2 separate regions of the Sus scrofa genome follow, and region 2 is linked to region 1. The links are chromatin contacts, called in public HiChIP or PLAC-seq maps. All regions are on one chromosome and are shown on one strand. The core of a region is the stretch at or near the end of the contact, and the rest is flanking DNA. Distances in the headings are between cores, read along the strand shown. Region 1 overlaps SND1 (staphylococcal nuclease domain-containing protein 1). Region 2 overlaps SND1 (staphylococcal nuclease domain-containing protein 1).

Region 1 (3,400 bases), core at 442-2,941:
CCAGTTCCTGTGAAACTGCTCCGTCATATAGGAAAGGAGCGACAACAGATTTCACAGCAGCCCCTGGGCCCCAAGTGGGAGCCCGCAGAGATACGTCCATCGGGTCGCACTCAGGAACCCACAGACCGACTCGGGAAGGATGTGGGCAGGGGAGTTAACTGTGTAACGGACGCCACCCCCAGGTCAGCCCCTCCTGGGAGCGGACAGAAAGCTGGGGTGCAAGGCACTTGGCGCTTGGCCCTGAAAAGTGACTGCTTGTCTACAAAGTGCATTGTCTTAGCGTTGGGTAGACAGGGCGGGTGCTGCTGCCTGCCGCCTCCTCTGCTTTGGCTGAAGACGCTGCATCCCACATCCTCACGTGGGGCTGCACTGCCTCACACAAGACTGCGCGCGTTTCAGATGAGACCTGAGGGCCCGATTTCCTGAAATGTGTTTTGCAGGACACCGGGCAGGACAGAGCTCCTGACATCTCTGGCCGTCACTCAGCTCATTTTCCTGAGTGTCTCCTCTGCCATCTCTCATCCTTTTTCTCCATCCTACTCCATGGTCCTTCTCCTCGGACACCGGTTCCTGTGGGTTCTCGTTCCTTTCTCCGAGTCGGGAGTCTGGGAGGGCTGTGCCAGGTCACTGGTCTGGTGTTCTGGTGGTGCTGCCAGCTTCAGGGCGAGAACAGTGAGCTAGACACCAGGTCATTAACCTGATTCTCTTTGTGACCTTGAAGGCCAAACCAGCCAAGCAACTCGCCGAGGACTTGAGCGGTTCTTCCCAGCCTCTTGCAGTTGGTACACAGCAGGCCTGGGCAGATCTGTCCCAGTGCACGTTTGTAAATAAAGCTTTATTGAGATACAGCCACACCCACCTCTTTAAGTACTGGCTCTGGCTCCTTTCATGTTACAGTAGCAGAGTTGAACAGTTGCATCAGGGTGTGTGGTCTGCAAAGCCTAAAATATTGACTATCTTTTTGTCTAAAATGTTTGCTGACCCCACTATACGGGTTTTGCCTAGTTGGTTTTAAATGGTATAGCCCTGAAAATGAGGTGGTTCTCGTGTCCCCCACCTTTGAAGCTGGGTGACTTCTAGACACCATGTGCTTGATGACACGCCCTTTGCCAGACGCCCCCTTGGCCTGCCTCATTTCAGGCAATTCCCTGCCACACTGCCAAGGACAGGAAGATCTGGTGTAATTTCCCAGATGGGGAATTGTGCCCGTGGCTAGCATCTTCCCAGAAGTAGTGGTGAGAGACAGACAGCATTAGATAACGGGCTTGAAAGTACAAACTCCAAGGTTTGCACACCCCAGTTACCTTTGGTTCTGGGAAAGCAGTTCCTTCCTGCCTGGGCATTCCTCTCTGAAACACTGAACCCGTGATCCCAAGCCATGTCTTCCTCTCGAAGCCCTTCCGGTGATGAAACCAGCCGTTTGGGATCTCTCCACACCTTCCTGTCGGAAGGCCAGCTAGCCAACACTCACTTGCTGACCCACGGTTTTTGGAGGGGGCGTGAGGTATTATGAATCAGATCAGTGCACTGTTCCGGGCTGTAGGCGGTGTGGTTGGGGGAGGGGAAGGAGCTTCTATGGAGGAACGGGGATCATTTCCAAGGCCCTCCTCAATGACCCCTTTGTCCTGAGAGCTGCGAAACTGCCCTTTGCCGCTGCCTGGAAAATGACGTCCTCGTGCTGGACAGCGAGCCGAAAACTCCGGCTGCTGCCCTGACCTATTTCCCTTCTTCCTGCTGGCCTCAAATGGGAGGATGTCCCCCCTGGGGAGCTCATTTTGCAGGCTGCAGTGGCCAGGACTCAGTCCCGGATTCCCTCCCTCCCTCCCTCCCACTACCCCTGCTTTTTTAAAAAACAAAAATGCATGAAAGCATCACAAGCAGCTGTTGCTGTTTGAAGAACAAGTATTTATGTTTCAGAGAAATACAGGCTCAGCGGTGAATACTGGTGTAAATTTAAGGGGGGGGGTTCCTCTGGGAAAGAATTCTTAAAGGAAGGGAAAGTGGTTCCCTCCCCTTTGTTTTAGCAGCAAGCGTGCCTCACCTTGTCTGAAAAAACTAAACCAGTCTAAGCGGTTCACTTGATCTAATTCTGTTTTTCCCCATGCCCTTTGTCTTTTCCCCAAAGCCCTGTGGCACACGCCCTCTGACCCTTCCCATGGCAGCTCTGCGGGCCCCTTCCCTGTCGAGACACGTTGGGGGAGGAACAGTAGCTGAGTTCTATCTCTGGATTAAAGCGGTGAGGACAGCCTCGAGGAAATCCACTGGGGTGGCGGACACCCACTGCTCTCCGCCTCTCTGTCGGTGCCACGGCCCCTGGGAACCCTTGCTGAGCTGGGAATAATAACCTGCTGGAGAAGCAAGCCGCTGTCCGGCCACGGTGCATTTATTTGCACAAAGATACCCTGTTCTAGATTATCTCTGCCGCTGCCCAGGACAGAGGGAAGGCGGTAGAGCCAGCGCTCCAACCAGCTCTCTTCTCCCGCGAGGTGTTGCGGCGCTTCGGGGGCTAAAGCTCCTCTCCCCTCCCCACACACTCCTGACAGGTCATCACCCACCCGTGGTCTTTCAATCTGTTTTCCATTTAAGGCTATTTTCTTTGAAGGGGGGGCTCAAGTAAAGACTTTCTGTCTTAATTGTGATAGAACTTTCATCTTATGTGTAGCATTTTCCAGTGTAAAAGCACTTTCATGTACAGTATTTTGTTTTAATCTCATGGCAAACCTCTAAGAAAAATACCATCCCTGGTTTTACAGTTCTGGAAACTAGGGTGCAGAGTAAACCACCTCTATTCACAAAGCTCGTTGTAGGACAGATAGCAGGACTCAAACGTCTGCGTTCCCCGTCTGGTGCTTTTTCCCCCAAAGCTTTGCCAGTTGTGCTATTAGAAGGTGGTCGTTCTTTTTAGCCATATTTTAGATCTCTCAACCCTTAAATGTCTGGGGCTAATGAATTCGTAAAAGGTCTTGCCGGAGATCCAACGCTGCCTGCGTGGTCAGGAGCCACTGAGTCTGCTTCTAGATGCTCTCGAGGCCACAGGGAGATCCTAGGCATTGCTGAGGCTGCGCCTGTCCTCGTCAAAGACCTTAGATCTTGTGATGGCCTGATTCCTGCCTCATCTGTTGCCTGGCCTTTGCGGCCCTTGCTTTTTATGTAATGATTCCTCTCTCAGCCTGTTTTGCTTCCTTTCAGTTTGATCATCCACATCGCCATTTCTCATCTTTTTAAAAGACCACTGGAAGTGCATTGTTTATAAATGTATAACTGCCCGTTGCCTCTGGGATAAAGTTCCGTCTCCTTAGCTGACATAGATCCTTGATGGCCTCTCAGCGTCATGGCCCCAGCCCTCGTTTCATAATCCACACCTCCTCAGAACTGACCTCACACTCTGGGTTCCCCACGC
Region 2 (3,400 bases), core at 286-2,785, 250 kb before region 1:
AGCTGCTGATGCCTTGGTTGTCTCTCTCAAAGAATAAGGTCTGGTCCACACTGGTTTAGAAGCAGTGAAGTCCTCGGTATGGGATTTAGGGTGTACATCCTGAAATCCAGGGACTTCTTCCATGATTTTTATACCAGTCCTATTTTGGGGCCTTATTTTCACCCCCTCTTATCCCCTCTCGAGAGTCCTGATTTGATAGTTTCTTAGTCTTGGTGGGTGGGGCCAGCCTGCCTGTAAGTCAGACCGGCTGTTTTGTTTTCTCACCACTAGCTCAGATTTAGCTTTTGTGGGTCTGTGGAGTCAGTTACCACTCATCCTTCTGCTTTCCAGCCTGCAAAGTTTTGTTGCTATATTCTCCTCTCCCGTTATCTTTGTCCTTTTGGGCTCTTGGCAACTCCCCCCCAACCCCCCACCCACGGCCAAAACAAATCCAAAACCATCTCCCCAAGCCCTTTGTTTTTGTGTAGAGGTAGGGTAACAAAGTACATATTTGAACTTGCTTTATGTTCATAATGTTCTCTTGTAAGCCTGCATCATAATTTTCTTAACTAAACCCCGATAGGTCATTAATCATGTCGTTTGATCATTTGTCCATCATTTAGAAGATGGAATAATCTCCCTGTAAATGGCACTCTTTTCCTTAGGAATATTCTGGAGCACATTTGCTCCTCAGGAATGTTAAGTTCATTTTCTAACATGTCGTAGAGCAGCCCTTGACCAGCTTTTTCTTAAAGGGCAATGTAGTAAATATTTGGGGCTTTCTGGGCCCTGTAGACTCTTTGTGACTACTCAGTTCTGCTACTGGAGCAAGAAAACAGCTCTGGCGTGGCTGCGTTCCAGTAAAACTTTATTTATAAGAGTAGGCGGTGGGCCCTTGGCCACAGTTTTCAAACCCTGTTACAGAACACCGGATGTCAGCATTAAGGAAAAAATGTAAAAGGAAAAATGGCCTGTTTTTCTTTTCACAAGCTAGAACCCAGCTGCAGTTTGGTAGTCAGGTTGCCTGATTTAAAACTTTTGTTAATGCCAAACTACTTTTTCATGGAAACCTAAAAAGGTTAGTGCCCTGGGCCTTCCTGGACATGGTCTGACAGTTCACTTTTCTCTGAAGGATTCTGCTCTGAGGCTGGTGTGACTGTAAGGCCTGAACAAATAGTGGCTCTCTCTTTTCAGCGGTCACTCTGTCTCCTAGGAATTAATTGTACATTAATTAATTAGTCATAGCCCGAAAAGCCTGCAAATGATGACCTATGAACTCTTTAAGCAGAGGCCTCCTGGACCCCCTAGGTGACTTCTGGGACCGATGGCATGCTGTAGATTGGGGTGTTGGCCAAGAGTCTCACTTCCGAGAAATTTGAAACTCAGCAAAGTGTTCTCTTGATATGTGGGGCACCGAAAGACTGATTGCCTTTCTCTGCTTCAGCAGCTTCCCTTCCTAGGGAGGGAAATGCCAGGGAGGGCTCTCCTTGTCTCTCCGGGTTAGCAGAGAGCATGTTCACTTCACAGCGATTAGCTGAGCCTGCTTGAGACTTTTGTGCCTGTCGCGGCTTGCCAGTTTCCTGCCTGCGTTTCCTGTGGCGTTTTAGCTGATCTGTGCTGTTTGTAGCCATATGGTCCCCGGAGCACGTGGCTTGGCTCCCCGTCCCTGCTGCTGGATGCTTGGGCCTTGCAGACTTCAGAGACCCAGTGACACTTGGGGGTGGGGAGTAGGGGTGGAGTCTTCTCACTGCCCTGCCTGGTTGGAGGCCTCTCCCTCCGTTCTCTGTATGGATTGATTGCTTAAACCCTCAGAGCCCCGTTGCAAGAAGAATGACAAATGGTTCCTGTTCTCAAGGAGCTTACCCTCTAGGGCTTGTCTGGGAGATTACCCTAAGTAGTTATCTCTGTGGTATTTGTTGTTCAGGTTCTGTTTTGGAGCTCAGGTTATAAACTACCCGTGGATACAGCGGATCCTAGTACTTAACTTGGTTTGGTTTGGCCCTGATTATTTTTCGCCATGCAAAAATGTCAGAGCTTTGAATGGAGTTCATTGTCATGTCTCTCCAAGATGGATTTTAAGCAAGGATACTGCTTAATATTTTTGGCTAGACTTTTAGATTCCCATTTGGTAATATGGAGAGAACAAAAACCACCAGCTACTTCCTTGACCTTTTGTCCTTCGGCTTTCGGATGAAAAGGAAGTTCTGGGGTGGTCTGTCTGGGGAGGTGACCCCTCCTACACCAAACAGAGGTCAGGACTTGGTTTTGTAGCTTAAGTTAGCAAGCTCAATTGCTGATAAGAAAATGGTTGAATTAGAACAGCTTTGTAAAAAACATTTACCTAGCTTTTGAAATGGACTTGATTTTTTGAAACAGTAGGTTTACAGAAAAATGGGTAGACCAGCATCCCCACATTATTCCCCCCCCCCCAGCTTCCCGTTATTATCTGACATGATTGTGGCACATTGATTATAAGAAGTATACCAGTATTGATATGTTATTGTCAACTAAAGTCTATACTTTAGTCAGATTTCCTTAGTTTTTGTCTAATGGCCCTTTTCTGTTCAGAATTCTCATCCTCAATAGCATGCTAAATTTAGTTGTCATATCTTGTTAGGCGCCTCTTGGATTTGGTGGTTTCTCAGGCTTTCTTTGTTTTTGATGACCTTGACAGTGGTGAGGGACCGGGTCGGCTATTCTGTGGGCTGCCCCTCTTTGAGAATTTGATGCTTGGTTTCCTCTTAAGTACCTATTACAGTGTCCAGGTTGCTTTGCTGGTACTTAGGTGCCCAGAGGTATTCGCAGCAGGAAATTGCGCTTCATATTGTGGGAGGACACAGGGTGGCAGCTGCCCTTTTCTAGAGGGTTGGGGAAGGGATCTATGCAGTGAGCTCAGGCCGACACGTAACAGGGTGGGGTACTGCTTGTCTCCCCCCCCCCCGCCCCGCTTTGGTGTCCCTTCTCTAGTGTTCCCAGGATTAGCTCGGGAGAATAGACCTGGCCTATAGCCTTGGGGAGCAGGAGAGGTCCTGAGAAGTCCTGGGTCCAGAGAGTAGGAAGGCTGTTTGCTGTCCCATGTCCAGTGGCCCCAGCAAGGACGCTTGCAGGTGGTCCCTAGAGGCCCGTCTGGGCTGGTGTCCTTTTTGCTCTCTCTGGTACTGAGAGCTTGGGCAGCTTTGCAAGAACTGGTAATTGTACCTGGGGCTCTAGGTCAGGAGGCCATTGCAGGCTCTTTTTGCTGGTTTCATACCTACCGTGGGGTTTTAAGAAGCTGAGTGGCAGCAGCTTCGCGTCCAGTGGCTGCACCGCTCAAGGCTCTGCAGAGGGGGAGTGTGGCAGGAGGCCAGAGCGAGGGATGGATGTCCCTTGCCCCTGACAGCACTCTGCCATTCTCCTGACTTGTGGCAGCCCTGAGCCTGCA

The links. HiChIP or PLAC-seq counts read pairs in DNA pulled down with a chosen protein or histone mark.
Region 2: a contact with region 1 is called in an H3K27ac HiChIP or PLAC-seq map of skeletal muscle, with 6 times the contacts expected there. The contact joins two enhancer-like sites. A contact is called at or near these places in 1 of 47 Hi-C or Micro-C datasets (epiblast stem cells) and 1 of 2 datasets of contacts at active chromatin or transcription factors (skeletal muscle).

What each region holds. Positions count from the first base shown.
Region 1 is chr18:20,350,747-20,354,146 of Sscrofa11.1, reverse strand. All of the region lies in intron 16 of SND1 (staphylococcal nuclease domain-containing protein 1), which reads left to right. Among named protein-coding and RNA genes, the nearest start is that of LRRC4, 33 kb to the right of the region's middle. Within about 2 kb of position 1,691, at least 13 of the 83 cell types and tissues checked have an H3K27ac peak or open chromatin away from gene starts, as enhancers often do. A contact at or near this core is called in skeletal muscle, where this site is marked.
Region 2 is chr18:20,597,921-20,601,320 of Sscrofa11.1, reverse strand. The region is part of intron 9 of SND1 (staphylococcal nuclease domain-containing protein 1); the gene reads left to right. Among named protein-coding and RNA genes, the nearest start is that of SND1, 54 kb to the left of the region's middle. Within about 2 kb of position 1,535, at least 38 of the 83 cell types and tissues checked have an H3K27ac peak or open chromatin away from gene starts, as enhancers often do. A contact at or near this core is called in skeletal muscle, where this site is marked.